2 separate regions of the Mus musculus genome follow, and region 2 is linked to region 1. Evidence: chromatin contacts called from public HiChIP or PLAC-seq data. All regions are on one chromosome and are shown on one strand. Each heading gives the region's core, a stretch centred on a gene start, on an enhancer-like site or on the middle of the called end of the contact. The rest is flanking DNA. Distances are from core to core; before and after follow the strand shown. Region 1 holds the start of Dhcr7 (7-dehydrocholesterol reductase). Region 2 has its middle 43 kb from the start of Mir3105.

Region 1 (4,171 bases), core at 361-2,860:
GTGTAGATGTACCACATTTTCTGTATCCATTCCTCTGTTGAGGGGCATCTGGGTTCTTTCCAGCTTCTGGCTATTATAAATAAGGCTGCTATGAACATAGTGGCTGACACCATTGCATACATGTATTAGTCAGGGTTCTCTAGAGTCACAGAACTTATGGATAATCTCTAAATAGTAAAGGAATTTATTGATGACTTACAGTCGGCAGCCGAATTCCCAACAATTGTTCAGTCGCAGCTGTGAATGGAAGTCCAAGGATCTAGCAGTTACTCAGTCTCACGCAGCAAGCAGGCAAAGGAGCAAGAGCAAGAGCTAGACTCCCTTCTTCCAATGTCCTTATATTGTCTCCAGCAAAAGGTGTAGCCCAGATTAAAGGTGTGTTCCACCACACCTTTAATCCCAAATGAAAGGCATAGCCCAGATTAAAGGTGTGTTCCTTAACTCGGAGATTAAATCTTCTGGAATCCATAGCCACTATGGCTCAAGATCTTCAAACCAAGATCCAGATAAGGATCTCCAAGCCTCCAGATAAGGGTCACTGGTGAGCCTTCCAATTCCGAATTGTAGTTCATTCCAAATATTGTCAAGTTGACAACCAGGAATAGCCACTACAATACACTAGCAAGATTTTATCGAAAGGACCCAGATGTAGCTGTCTCTTGTGAGACTATGCCGGGGCCTAGCAAACACAGAAGTGGATGCTCACAGTCAGCTAATGGATGGATCACAGGGCTCCCAATGGAGGAGCTAGAGAAAGTAGCCAAGGAGCTAAAGGGATCTGCAACCCTATAGGCGGAACAACATTATGAACTAACCAGTACCCCGGAGCTCTTGACTCTAGCTGCATATGTATCAAAAGATGGCCTAGTCGGCCATCACTGGAAAGAGAGGCCCATTGGACACGCAAGCTTTATATGCCCCAGTACAGGGGAACGCCAGGGCCAAAAAGGGGGAGTGGGTGGGTAGGGGATTGGGGGTGGGTGGGTATGGGGGACTTTTGGTATAGCATTGGAAATGTAAATGAGCTAAATACCTAATAAAAAATGGAAAAAAAAAGTTGTATCTACTTTGATTGGTGTTACCCAAACGCAAAAGGGACAGGAATGAGAAAGGGCTCAGGTTGATGCACAGGGAATCCAGACTGCTGTGAGCCAAAGAAGCAGGACACACCCATTCCCTCTGTGAGCTCTCTGTGAGCTCCTACTGACAAAATTGACACAAATTAACTGAACACACCTGCGAAGTGGAAACTTTGAGAGATCCCTTCCATCAGACTGGCCTGTGCTTGTCTGTGGAGCATTTTCATAACCGATGATTGATGTGACGGCCTTGGCCCACTGTGGGTGGCGCTACCCCTGGCTGGTGGTCCTCAGTGGTGCAAAAAAAAAAAAAAAACAGGCTGAGTAAGCCTTCAAGCAAGCCAGTGGGCAGAAGTCCTCTTTGGTCTCTGCTTCAGTTCCTGCCTCAACTTCCCTTCATTACAGACTATGAGCTATAAGGTGAAGTGAGCCCTTTTCCTCCCCAGCTGCTTTTTGCCACGTGTTCATCACAGCGACAGAAAGCAAACCTGACATTACTTTTGGTGGCAGAAAACAAGCCTTTCATGACCTATCAAAAGTCGCTCAGATGGCAAAGGAAATGATCCAGGACGCTCTGACCTTGGGCAACAGCGGGACGCTGAGACAACCTTACTGCGCAGGCGCTCCTTAGGGCCCTACTTTAAAGGGTGCGCTTTGTGCAGGATCTCCGCGGGGGCGGGGTCTCACGGAAGGGCGCGCACTGCGAAAGTGAGAAGGGGTGTGGCTGTGGAGGGCGAAAGGACGGGGCTTCCGGGTAAGACACGGTCTGCGCCGGCGCAGTTCTGGAGGCGGTGCAGAAGCTGGGCTATGACGGCAGAGGGGCGGGGCTATGGCGAGCCGTGGGGAGGGGCCTCTAGGAAACCAAGCTACGCAGGCGTAGACCGGACAGTCCGGCTAGTATCTTCCCTGTGGTCTCCGTTATTACACCGTCCCAGCCTGGAACCTGTAACCAGCATGGGCCGGAAAGTGACCGTGGCCACCTGTGCACTCAATCAGTGGGCCCTGGACTTTGAGGGCAATTTCCAGAGGATTTTAAAGAGTGAGTTTTGGGGTGGCGGGAGACAGGAAGAAGTCAAAGTCCACAATGGGTAGGACATGGCAGTCCAGGCCAGCTTTGCCCAGGAGAGACTCACAGCGCTGGGCGTGGGAACAGATAGAAGGGTAATGCTTGGTGAGCTTTCAGGGCGACTTCCTAATTTGGGGGACATGTGAGGAAGCAAGGCAAGAGTGGAAATAGGAGTGCCCTGCCAGCCAGGCAGACACTGCCCTCATCCATCCTCTAGGATCTGGTGGGTCTCTCTAAGGTTACCTGGGGCAGGGCTGCGCATTCTTGGAACTGTTTCATTGAGATCTAGGCGTTTGCAAAGACTAGAGATCCGTGTTCTAGGGCTCCTGAGGACATTCCTCATGGATTGGCATTGGGAGAAGGCATACTGAAGCCAGAAGAGGTCTCAGGTCAGAGAAGGGTGTTGGCGTTCCATATACCTGTATTGTTGACATTCAGGTCAGCTCATCATTGCCCCCAGAAGATAGAACTGGGGATACTCTGTGCCCAGCTGCAGACTGCTCACCTCAGGTTATCCGTGCTGGAAGCCTCTGCAGGAAGGCTAAATAGGAAAAACAAGAAACAAGCAAAACAACAAGAAAAACCCAAATGTATTATTTATTTCATGTACATATGCACGCCATAATGTGCATGTGGAGGTCAGAGGACAACCTGCAGGAGTCAGCTGTCCTCTTCCACCTTGTGGGTCTGAGTGAGCAGTTCTCAACCTGTGAGCCACAACCCCTGTGAGGGCCAAATGACTCTTGGGCAAGGGTCAAATATCAGATATCGAGCCTCTCAGATATTTACATTATGGTTTATAACAGCAAAATTAGTTGGGGGAGGGGGCAGACGGTCACCACAACATGAGGAGCTGTATTGAAGGGCCATGGTATTAGGATGGTTGAGAACCACTGGTCTAAGTGAACTCAGACTTGTCAGGCTTACCAACGAGTGACTTTACCTACGGAGACATCTGGCTAGCCCAGGCGTTTTTATTTTTTAAAGTAATTTTTGACCTGATTTTGTGGTCAGAGTCTATGTCTTTGCGGTGAAGATGGGCTGCCTTGCCTGCATGTTGGCAGCAGCTCTCAACCTGGGTGCTGGATGCTGACACCAACCTAGGGATGGAAGCCTTCACATCCTGTCTACAGCTTTTCCTTATAGCCAATTTGGGTGTCTGCTTAATGATTATCCATTAAGGTGTGGCTTACCCTCCTAGTACTAAGGTCACCCTACCCTCCCTGTTTCTGAATACCTACACGTGGGTATAGGTGCCTGTTGTCCTCTGCTATTAACAGAAAGGGCTGTAGTTGGTTGGAGCCTGGCTTTGGCTGTATCTACCACAGCAGCCTGCTTTTTCTACCTTTTAATGTATCCTAGCTGCTGAATCCTTCTCCCTCCCTCTCTCTCCATATAGGTATTCAAATTGCCAAAGGCAAAGGTGCAAGATACAGGCTTGGACCAGAACTAGAAATATGGTATGGCTAAGCACACCGGCAGCCCCAACCCCCACCCTTTGGAGGGCAGGTAGTGGAACAAAAGATGGGAAGAAATGGGGCAGAACTGAGAGCAAGAAGATGCATTTAGGATGGCAGCAGCTTGAGAGTGGGCCTTGTTCCGGGCGGGTTGGGGAAGCTGGATAACTTCAGGCTTCCTCATGGTTCAATAGGGGAGTGAGGTTGAACATAAAGCCAACCTGCCTCACCTTCCCTGATGCTGAGGTTTCAATGTCCCGCCAACATTCTTCCATCCCAGGGTGATGGTGTTTAGAGGCAGACTTGGGGGGGGGGCGGTATTAAATCACTGTGAGTGGTATCTTATTATATAAAGGTCCCAGGAAGCCTGCTTGTCTCCCTGACATTAGGCCACCTTCCAGGTGCCTTCTTTGCTAACTGATCGGAGCCAGAATTCGGAGGAGTTATTAGAGGTACCGTATTTGAAGGAGGGAGCAACCTGTAGCAGACATTAGTTTGATAGACACCTTGATTTTATAGCTCCAGCTGCAGAGCTGTATGCAGTGGCCTCCTGTGGTATTTAACATGGT
Region 2 (4,091 bases), core at 1,171-3,670, 230 kb before region 1:
CCCACCATCTGTCAACCATCTGGACACAGGGAAGGTTCTCAGCTATGGAAGCCAGTCCTCGGTTAGTACAGAGAATAAGATGGCCTGACACACCAGAGTTCATGATTTCATCATGCTGGCTCACGGTCTGTGGGAATCTACCTGCCCTGAGCTTGTCTGGAGGGTGCTGTGGATGTGACATTTTTCTTCCCTGTCACTCTCCTCTGTCAGAGCTGCATGAGCCATCTCTTCATCTCTTCATCCCCCTGCCCAGGACTCAAGTCCCCGCTGGCCCCTCAGGACAGTGCTGCTTACTTGGGACTGGAAATTTCATTGCAGAGTGGGGGAATGGACTTGGCGTTAATGGCAACACTCCCGGGCAAGCGGTGACCCAGTGGTCAGCTTTACCACACACCCCTCTCCTCCCAGACACCCAGGCCTTTGTGTAGCTGACTGTTAGAGGCACTGCAAAAGGTTCTCGAAGAACACTAAGGGCAGGTGTATGATGGAGATTTTGAGAGGAAACCTGAGGTCTTCTATTTGTTGATTGACTCTGAACTGGTCACTCTCCCACCTCAGTCTCAGTTTCCTTATCTGTCTCATAAAGACAACACCCAAAGGCCCCAGAGTAGAATGACCTTCCTGAACCCAGGTCACTTTGTGTCTCCTTCCTGATCTTTTCCTGAGACTGTCACACTCCCAGGAATAAAGGGCGGGAACATGGGAACAAGGGAACATTCCAGGTGGAGGCATACGCTAGTCCCCCAACTGAAATCTGACCTTGTATTATTTTCCCTTTTTTGACTTTTTTTTAAACTTAGGAAACTGGAGAGAGGGCTTTTGCTTAGGAGCAAGAGCTGTTCTTCTAGAGGACCCTGGTTCTGTTCCTAGTACCCCATGCGCTGGCTCACAACCATCCGTAATTCCATTTGCAGAGGATCTGATGATGTCATAGCATACATAGATGTAGCTTCTGTGGGTGCTTCACATATTTGAAGCATACACAAATGCTGTCTCAAAAAACATTTTATTACTTTGAGTCTACTTGTGTTTTGCCTGCCTATATATCAGTATACCATATATATGACTGTTAAATATAGAGGCCAGAAGAGGGCATTAGATCCCCTGCAACTAGAGTTAAAGATGGTGGTAAGCTACCAAGTGCTGGGAATTGAGCCCAGTTCCTCTGCAACAGCAACAAGGGCTCTAAACCACAAAGCAATCTCTGTGTATATGTGTGTGTGTATATATATGTATGTGTGTATATATATGTATGTGTGTATGTGTATATATGTGTGTACATGTGTATGCATGTATGTGTGTCTATGTATATGTGTGTATGTACATGTACGTGTATATATGCATGTTTGTGTCTTTGTCTATGAATATGTGTGTATATGTGTATGCATGTGTGTGCATGTGTGTGTCTATGTATATGTGTATATATAAATACATGTATGTGCATATGTGTGTGTGCATGTGCGAGTGTGTACGTGTGTGTGTGTGTGTGTGTGTGTGTGTGTGTGTGTGTGTGTGTGTGTATTTAGATGCTGGACTATGAACTTGGGTCCTTTGGAAGAGCAACAGTTGCTCTCAACCACTGAGCCATCTCTCTAGCACCATCACCAATCCCATAATATCTGAAAGAGACAACTTTGTTCTCTTCTCCCTCTGCCCCACACAAGATGACAAGTCTACAGGTATGCCCATGACTCAGATGGGAACTTTCTTGATTTTTAAGTGTCAAAACAAGTCAGTCCTGAAGAACTGGATTGACGGGACTGCCTGGGGAGTGTATATCTTATAAGCTCAGCCTATAGCTTCTGGATGGAATTGGAAGATGTCTGTGCCTGCTGCTAGACTACAATGCTTTAGCCCTGCATCCTGCCCCAGACCACATCCATATGCCACCATAAACTCAGCTCTCACTTTGTCTTTAACTAATCATGCCACTGATCCAAATTCCCAAATCCACCAAGAAGGACCACTGGGTACCTGTCACAACATGCCTAACATGGAAGGTCCAGAGGAGCCAGACTTTACCTGCAGGGTGGGTAATTTTCTAATCGCAAACCAACAGGTGCCTGGTTAAAACAATGCCCTCGGTGGCACCCAGGCTGCACAGCACCATCCCTCCCTCACACACTCACACACGGCTAGTTACCTCCAAGGAAGGCACACCCGGGCCCATGGGCTGTGGGTATTCCCGCAGGAGCCTTTCCTCATCCAGGAACTTGCCGTCACGCCCATTGCTGGCGGGCTGAAAGAGCCCATAGTTGAGTACATCCTTCAGGCCTTGATTCAGCGTGCACAGTATCCGTTGCTTGGCCACCCACACGGTGGCGTCTGGGTTAAATCGAATGCACTTCTGCAGGAAGAACAGAGAAAAGAGGCAGGATGCCAAAGGTCATCAGAGCTACTAACCCGGACACAGGATCAAAGGATTCCTGTTCCTTCTGTTCCTGTCCCCTCTGCCCCACTGCTACGTGTTGAGAACAGAGAAGCCAAGAGATATGGCTTACTAACTACAAAGTAAAGTTTGCCTCTGTCTCTCAAACAAAAAGGCTGGGGAAAGCAAAAGAACTCAGTCCAGGCTGGAAATCAATGAAGTGCCTGCCCTCTAACCATGGGACCATGGGACGTGAGCTTGAGCCCCAGAACCCTCAGCCTTAGGGAGGGAGAGACAGGCTAATCCCTGAGACTTCCTGACCAGCCAGCCTAGGGACAGAAACCAAGATTCTCATATGCTTATATGTGCACACCAGAGTGCACAAGTGCACTGTGGTGGGGGCGTACACTGGGAGTCATAGTTAAATACAGCTGTCCCTAAGACATCCTAGGGGTTACAGAACCCCCTCTGAACCTTCAGACTTACAGACACTCAGGTTCCTCACACGCAATGACGACATGTTTTTAAAAAGTCCTCTCAAGTGCATTTCATATTGGAGTACAACATTGCCATCTACAAAGTTCATGTTTGAGAACTATGTGATTGAGTTAGAAAAAGAAATCTCTCTTGTTTGAGGCATTTACAGCTGCCCTGGGACACATGGTTGGATATACTGCATGATTTCCTATTTGGTTGTAACAACTAATAGATCCGGTGTACCCCTGTGTAAAAGTCACTCTCTTTCCTGACGAAGATAGAAAATGAGTCTTGTGAATGATTCTCAATCCACTACATGGAACCCCTGGTGCAGCAGCTGACTGTGGGACAGTGCCACTTGAGGTGTCCACGGCTTGCTCTCTGGCAACTCTGACACCTTGCCCCAGGAGTTCACCATGGGAAACCTGAGAGACTAGAGCCTTCATATCACTAGCACTGTCTCTGAACCGTATGCACTAAACAGCTAGTGACAAAGCTCTACGGTTAAAAGCGCTTGTGTGCAAGTGTGAGAATTGGAATTCAAATCCTTAGAGCTCTTACAAATGCCAGGTGGGTGTGGCGTGCATCTGTAATTCCAGCCTTAGAAAGCAGGGACAGTGCATCCAGCAGAGCTGGCTGATGGCACCAGATGTAAAGGCAAGCTCTGGGTTTGACTGATAGAGCCTTAAAATCCTGCCTCAGCAAACAGGTGAAAGAATAGTGAAGGATGATTCTAGACATCCACTGTGGACATCATGTAGCCAAACATGCATATGTATATTCACACCACGTACACCTATGTCAAAATGCAAAAACCAAAACCCAACCTGTACTTGAAGGGTGAGGGGTGGCAATCACGAGAAACTATTTGAGCAGGGTTGGGGAACATCAAGCCAATTACTGCAAGAGGTAATTTCTTAAAAGGTTAAACAGCATCAGCAGAGCCTCCATCGCCCACACTCCTAAAGATGCATCCCTGCCTCTGAGAACTGGAATAGCGACACTCAGTTGTGTTCCCAGGAGACTTCTATGGCACTCCCTTGGAAGCCAAAGCCCGACCAAGCTCATGTCTAACTAAGACTTTTCATTTGTCTTGGCTTAAAATTAGTTTCTAGTGCTCAGCCATAGCAGGAGTGCAGGGATGTGCTTCCCTGCTGTGGAGACAGCTCAGAAGAGCCAAGGGATTGCTGAAAGAGGCTGGAATTAGTGCTTCACAAGGGATTCTGTGTGTGCCTAAGGGTAGAGC

What was found. HiChIP or PLAC-seq counts read pairs in DNA pulled down with a chosen protein or histone mark.
Region 2: a contact with region 1 is called in an H3K4me3 HiChIP or PLAC-seq map of craniofacial prominence, with 4 times the contacts expected there. The contact joins the enhancer-like site here to the promoter of Dhcr7 in region 1. A contact is called at or near these places in 2 of 39 promoter capture datasets (embryonic stem cells and neural stem cells), 19 of 484 Hi-C or Micro-C datasets (the AML12 cell line, CD8 T cells, the HL-1 cell line and 13 more) and 12 of 115 datasets of contacts at active chromatin or transcription factors (the SCID.adh cell line, craniofacial prominence, embryonic limb bud and 5 more).

Annotation. Positions count from the first base shown.
Region 1 is chr7:143,820,606-143,824,776 of GRCm38.p6, reverse strand. It overlaps Dhcr7 (7-dehydrocholesterol reductase), which reads right to left and starts at 1,610. Exons shown (of 9, transcript NM_007856.2): 1 at 1,237-1,610. Nadsyn1 (NAD synthetase 1) reads left to right here and starts at 1,925. Exons shown (of 21, transcript NM_030221.2): 1 at 1,925-2,118; 2 at 3,545-3,605. The coding sequence starts at 2,034.
Region 2 is chr7:144,050,545-144,054,635 of GRCm38.p6, reverse strand. It overlaps a transcript of Shank2 not described here. Among named protein-coding and RNA genes, the nearest start is that of Mir3105, 43 kb to the right of the region's middle. Within about 2 kb of position 2,420, at least 26 of the 459 cell types and tissues checked have an H3K27ac peak or open chromatin away from gene starts, as enhancers often do. A contact at or near this core is called in liver, olfactory sensory neurons and trophoblast stem cells, where this site is marked.